2 separate regions of the Macaca mulatta genome follow, and region 2 is linked to region 1. The links are chromatin contacts, called in public Hi-C maps. All regions are on one chromosome and are shown on one strand. The core of a region is the stretch at or near the end of the contact, and the rest is flanking DNA. Distances in the headings are between cores, read along the strand shown. Region 1 holds the start of TSPYL1 (TSPY like 1). Region 2 has its middle 12 kb from the start of CALHM6.

What was found. Hi-C and Micro-C count contacts between places; a contact is called where the count stands out from the background.
Region 2: a Hi-C map of blood shows a contact between it and region 1, with 7 times the contacts expected there. The contact joins the enhancer-like site here to the promoter of TSPYL1 in region 1. A contact is called at or near these places in 4 of 14 Hi-C or Micro-C datasets (CD4 T cells, blood, fetal cortex germinal zone and 1 more).

The regions. Positions count from the first base shown.
Region 1 is chr4:21,323,999-21,327,271 of T2T-MMU8v2.0, forward strand. TSPYL1 (TSPY like 1) reads right to left here and starts at 1,637. Exons shown (of 2, transcript XM_077999307.1): 1 at 501-1,637. The coding sequence starts at 1,535.
Region 2 is chr4:21,492,741-21,496,013 of T2T-MMU8v2.0, forward strand. No RefSeq gene overlaps it. Among named protein-coding and RNA genes, the nearest start is that of CALHM6, 12 kb to the right of the region's middle. Within about 2 kb of position 1,626, at least 10 of the 40 cell types and tissues checked have an H3K27ac peak or open chromatin away from gene starts, as enhancers often do. A contact at or near this core is called in CD4 T cells and blood, where this site is marked.

The sequences.
Region 1 (3,273 bases), core at 387-2,886:
CAGCATGAAGGTCATATGGAAGTGGAGACGCATACCCACCACCGTCTCAATCTTGAGGTTGAGAGAACTGAATATCCAAAGGAAAGAGGGTGCAGAAAAGTCAGCAAAAACAAAACACAGTAGAAGACATACCCATTGCTGATGCCCAAGCACAAGTCCAGCAGAAGGTGGTAGGAGACCTTGTGCAGGAGTATTCCCAAGGGCAAATGTTAACCAGACTGGAACCCAAAGGGCCTCGGGATCTCTACTGGCTCCCTTAGTGGGCGACGTCTGGCTCTACGGACTCCTTCACGCAACAGGTAGTATTGCAGTGGATTTGGCCACAGATCCTCTTTAATAATCTCAGCAATTTTGTCGGACTCTGGAAGGCTGTGGTCTGAAAACCAGGTGAAGAAGCTGCAGATGAGGTCTTGGTTTCTGCGAATGAAGGACTGGGGTTCATGCCCCCTGCGCCATATAATTGGAGTAGAAAGAGACACCACCCGGCCGGAGGATCTTACCTCATATTCCTTGACAATCAGCTTGTTTCTGAAGTAGGGGTTTCTTCTAAAGAAGAACTTGAACTTGCAGCCGGTTCTAGGGTGTCTGAGTTCCTTCACCTCTAAATTGGTTATGTACCTTAACATCTCTGCATCTTGGCCCCTAATCATGGCGGACAACTGGGGATGGTTTCGAAAAGCCGTCATCCAGAAGCCCGGGATATTCTGAATGATGTAGTTCCTCCGCTCCAGGTAGTGTCGACGCATCCGCCCAAACTTGTGCTCCAGCTGTTGGAAGGCCCTGTCGGCCTGAGCATTCACAGTGTCCAGTTCCAGCTGGATGGCCTCCAGAGGGTCCATGCGGAGAGCCTCATGCAGAGGCCAGGGCCCTTCCTCCTCCCTCGCCTCCTCCTCCACTCTATCTTCCTCCGCCACTTCTATTTCTTCACCTTCCGGCAGCTGCTCCTCTACCTCCATCTGCTCCTCCACTACCTCCTTCTCCGCCAGGCCTTCCTTCACCACCACCTCAGCGCTCTCCCCCTCAGCCACGGCTGCTGAGACAGTGGCGCACTTTCCTGTCTTCACCTCCTCGGTGTCGTTCTCGGCCCCCGCCCCCGCCGGCAGCTCAGACGCGGATCTCTCGGCGCCATAGATTTCTAGGGCCTTCTCTCCACCCTGAACGCCCTTTTTCAAGCTGCGGTCCACTGCCACCACCACCACAGAAGCGGCTGCCAGGCCCTCAGCGGGAGGCTGGCCCTCTTCCTGCCCGGCTTTGATCGCCACATGACCGCGACCCCCAATAACTCGGATCTGGGGAGTACTGCCACGGCCCGCGGGATCCTGAGGTACGCCCCCCTCCTCTGAAGGCTGTGGAGGCGGGAGCGCGATGGTCTCCGAGCCTCCCTCACCCGGCTCCGCCATCACCTGTGTCGTCTCGCTTTGGTCGCGGAGCTTCAGGCACTGGTGTGCGTCCGGGTCGCTCGGGACGTGGTCAGAAATAATGATGCTGTGGGTTTGGAGGGGAGGGGTCCTCTCGACCCCATCCACGCCGCTCATGTTGGTAACAGTCGGACCAACCGCAGGTGAACGCCCGTTTTCCTCAGAGAAGCCGAGCTCGGAGCTAACCGCCGCTCGCACCGCCCACCCGCCAGTCTCACTAACATCTCCGCGGCGGTGTCGTCAGGGATGCAGATCTCACGGTATCGCGAGAACTTGCTGAGCCCGGGATTGGTTCCGCCGCTCCCTGCCAGCCAACCGGATTCTCTGGGCTTTACTTCTGTGAATTTACCCATAGCAACAGTAATTTTAACTACGTAAATGTATGTAGATTGTGCTGAGTCTGAAAGCACTGACGACCCACCTTGAGATGCATCTGGAGACTTCTCCCAGCATGTAGGAGCGGTTGTAAAATCACAGCCGTAACAGTGCCTGCTCTCCAGTGTCTGAAAACAAGTGTTTTTCTGGTCTTCACTTTTTTGAGGCTATTAATCTTAAAAAGAAGTATTTTGCTCCTGGTTACGTGGAGTAACTAATGTTTCCCCCCTTCTAAGTAAAAGTGACATAAAAATGTCAAGTCTAGCCTCTACGATTACTGGGGGAAAAAAAGCTACTCAGCTTCCTTACCACTAAAGCGATGCTTATTATTCATTGCTAATTTTTTATGTATGGTCTGCATCAAATAAGAGTTTGTGCTGCATAATATCTGTAGGAATTAAGCCAGGATCAGTTTGCTAAATGTTGTTTCATGCCTCCTCACTGCAAGAAAGAGGAAATAATAACTATTTCCAGCCCCATGAACTTAATTTGTTATCATATTTAGTTATGTAAGATAGGAATGTTTGGCTCTAATGAAGCATTTGTCTTTAGCAATCAGCTAAGAGTTCATTAGAGGGGAATGTTAATGTCTCTGGTTGAAGTGTTCCAGTTTTTTGACTTGTGAGTTAAACTGCTGCTATCTTAGAGAGTTACAAGGCCTCAGAGAAATATCAGTAGGGGGAGCAACATACCACCATTTTGTGAGGAAAGGCTAGTTAAAATGGACAACAAAGATGGCCTTGAAGTAGAAAACAAACTTGCAAAGGGCAACATGCAGCTGGTTGACTCAAGGCATAAAAGAGGCAAACCTTATTTTCTACTTAATTTGCTTCGTGTGGTAGTAAGCTGATGGCCCTCAGAGATGTACTAGTCTTAGTTATGTGGCTAAAGGGACTTTGCAGATATGATTAAGTTAAAGGTTTGGAGATGAGAAGATGATTCTGGATTATACAGATGGGCCCTATGGAATTACATTTCTTATAAGAAGGAGGTAGGAGGGTCAGAGAAGATGAGAGGACGAAAGCACAGAGAGAGGGAAAGAATGGTGGAGAATAGGAGGGGGAGGGAGGAAAGGGAAATCGCTATGTTGCAGGCTTTGAAGATGGAGGAAGGAGCCAGGATCGTAGGAATAAAGGCAGCCTCTAGAAGCTTGAAAGGTAAGGAAATAGATTCTATCCTAGAGCCTCCAAAGGAATGCCAACACCTTGAGGTTATTACCTCTAACCTCCAGCACTATAAGATAATAAATTTGTGTATTTTAAGCTATTAAATTTGTGATAATTTGTTACAGAAGCAATATTAAATGAATACACTTTGGATTAAGGTTTGGTTGCATCTATGGGTGCCTCAAATTGTTTCTAATTTGCCCCTTCTGCCTTGCTCATTGCTTCCCATGAGTTTCTGCCCAACAGCTGTGATGTATTACAGCTTGAATCTGTCTTTCAATATCAAGACCAGATATACACCTAGGCAATACACA
Region 2 (3,273 bases), core at 376-2,875, 170 kb after region 1:
CTGCTGGACCAGGAGAGGTACCTCTCGCCTGTAATCCCATACTTTGTGCGGCTGAGGTGGCAGATAGCTTAAGCCGAGGAGTTCGAGACCAGCCTGGGCAACACGATGAAACCCTGTCTCTTCCAAAAACACAAAAATTAGCTGGGTGTGATGGTGCACGCCTGAGGTAGGAAGATTGCTCGAGCCCCGGGAGGCAGAGGTTGCAGTCAGCCAAGATCAGGCCTCTGCACTCCAGCCTGAGCAACAGAGTCAGATCTTGTATCAAAAAAACAAAAAATAGACTACTGAGCATCCTCACATTTTAGAAAATACTACAACTATTTGTCATAGTTTAGGATCCTGCGGCACAGCCTACAGACATCATAAGATAATCAGTTGCAAAACCAGACTTCCGCTTTTTGTGTCTACTCTCATCTTGCACCCAAACTGTGAGTCACTTCGATTGAGCTTCATAAACATAAAAACAAATCATTTACTAATAAATGTATCTACAGTCTCCATCTCTTAATTTGGTATTGTTTCCTGGACTTTTAAGACTTTTTGTCATAAATGTTTGTGGTTTTTCAGGTGGTTGAAGTGAATGGAGTCATTGTAAAACGCTTTCAATCAGCTGATGAATGCTTTATATAACATAAACCTACTTTATCATCCTCTCCTAAAGAAGAGAAGATTTAGCTAGAATTATTATTAACAGAAGATGTGGAGATATAGAAGAAACTAGAAAATATTTCACAATCAACACATCTTTCAGGCAGCCAATCATTTGTCACTCATATTGCTTTTTCAAACCCAGCATTACATGGAAGGAATAAATGGAACTCCAGTTTGGTTTTGCTTCTTCTTTTTTTTTTTTTTTTTTTCTGTTAAGGCAGATTTTAATTTTTTGTTGTTTACTTTTCATTGAATTTTGTCAGTTCTTGGTCAAATATATGTATGTGTGTGTTTTTTAAAGAGGTCATGCCTGTTTCTTTAATGAACTAGAAGTATATATTATAGAATGTTAGAATTGAAAGGGACCCCAAAGATGATCTAGTTCACCCTTCCCATTTGACAGTTGAGGAAACACCTTGTTTGGCATTTATTTACTTTAGGGAAAGTTGGGGCACTGCCAAAATTAACACTGCCTGCTTTGACTTTTCACTGCTTGACAGACAAACACTAGGTTGGGGGATATAGACAAACAGGGACTAAAACAAGCAACATTATGCCATCGGCCATCAATCTGGTTGTTGTGTTATTCTTCCCCAAAATAATTTCAAGTCAACTATAGACATAGACACTTGAATTGTATTAATTAATTTATTAAATAAAAATGGCTGATATTTTGCTTATTAAAAATCTGATTCTTTCTTTGGCACCTGGTTGGATAAGCAAGTCAAATGTTAACAACCTGAGTACAATAGTCTATTACAAAACAGTGAATCAGCGCCCTCTAGCACATTTCTGAGTCACTACTTTTTAAAAAAACCTTTACAACAATGTAACTGAAACTAAAACATTCTAAACATTGTGCTGGGCTTTTCATACTATCTCATTTTTAATTCTCATAAAGTTGTACAACATAACTTGAGACAGCTCTGTAAGTAGATAAAGATAATATGCAGTGTAGTGAGGGCTGCTTCGTGTGTGGGAAGAGAGCTGTGGGCAGAGAGCAGCTGACTCTACCCAGGGAAGCAATGATGAATGAGAAAAGGCCCTGAATCCCTGGGAGCTCCCAGCATAGTAGGAGAGACAGATCCCTGGAAAGGAACGTTGCAATAGGCATGTCAAGAACTATTGCACAGTTATTTCTTTTTAAATAGTATGAGAGAAAAAAAAAAAAAGAAAGAAAGAAATGCTAATTCTGGGGGTTTTGAAGATAACTTCAACAAAGAAGTTACGTCAGACTGAGTATTGAAAGAACAGAATAGTTTGCCAGGTGAAAAACAGAAATGCCATTCAAGAAAGTCAGAAAAAGAAGTGAGAAGGCATGGTATTGAGGAAGACTGTGATGTGTATGCACAGGAAATGTAAGGGGGTCCGTGGTGCTGGAAACCGGGGTGCATGGGATGAAGTGGGATGGAGATGTGTGGAACAAGCCTGGGACAAGCTTCTTTGCCAATGTAGGGATACGGAAGTTGTCCTCTGGACAACTGAAGTATTGGAGGTTTTCAACTGGAAAATAATGTCATTGGATTGCTTTCTTTCTCCTGCCATAAAAATTAAGAAGTATAATCCTTAATGAGGAAAAAATACTAAAACATTAAAACAGATATAGTGTATAAAGCATAATTATAAACACCTCTGTAACATATAACATTGTGAAAACCCTTCATCTCCTCCCCCGGTCATACATCATGAAAGCCCCAAAAATGATAACCACTGTCCTGATTCTTAATCACTTATTTTTTGTTCCTTAGTTTTTTCACTTATGTATACATACTCAGAAAAGATAGTCTATTTAGACTATTTCGGAACTTTTTATAAGTGAAATCATACCGAACATCTTCTTTGTGTTTAAGTTTTATTCCTCAACGTTTTGTTTTAAAGATACACCTTTGTTGATTGTTCCTGTAGCAATATTTATTTACATTGCTATGTAGTATTTTCTTGTTTGACTATTTCACAGTTTATCTTGTCTGCTGTTGTATAATTTTTCTTTGGTTTTTAAAATTAGTTCTTATGTTTATTTGATCAGTTTTTATGTTTACTAACAGTTCTTTTATACCAGCTTTTTAAAAATAGCAATTATGAACAATACGAGCTTTTGTACTCTGCATCCCGTTCACATGGTGCATAACAGTCTCTAGGGTATACTCAAATTCACTTTTAAAAATATTTTATTTTTCTATGAGCACTTTTAGGTTTATAGCAAAATTCAGAGAAGGGTATAGCGATTTCACACATACCTCCTGCTCCCACACATGCATATCCTCCCCCATTATCAACACACTCCACCAGAGTGATATGTTTGTTGCAACTGATAAACCTACATTGACACGTGATAATCACCCAAAGTCCACAGTTTATATTAGGGTTCAGTCTTATGTACATTCTACATGTTTGGACAGATGTGTAATGACCTTTGTCCACCATTAGAGTATCCAGATTAGTTTCATTGCCCTGAAAATCTTCTATGTTCTGCCTGCTGATTCCTCTTGCCCCACAACTCCTGGCAACCACTGATTATTTCACTGTCTTTAGAGTTTTGCCTTTTCCAGAATAGTTGTAATTATACAGTATGTAGCCTTTTCAGATTGGCTTCTTTCACTTAGTAATATGCATTTGTTTCTT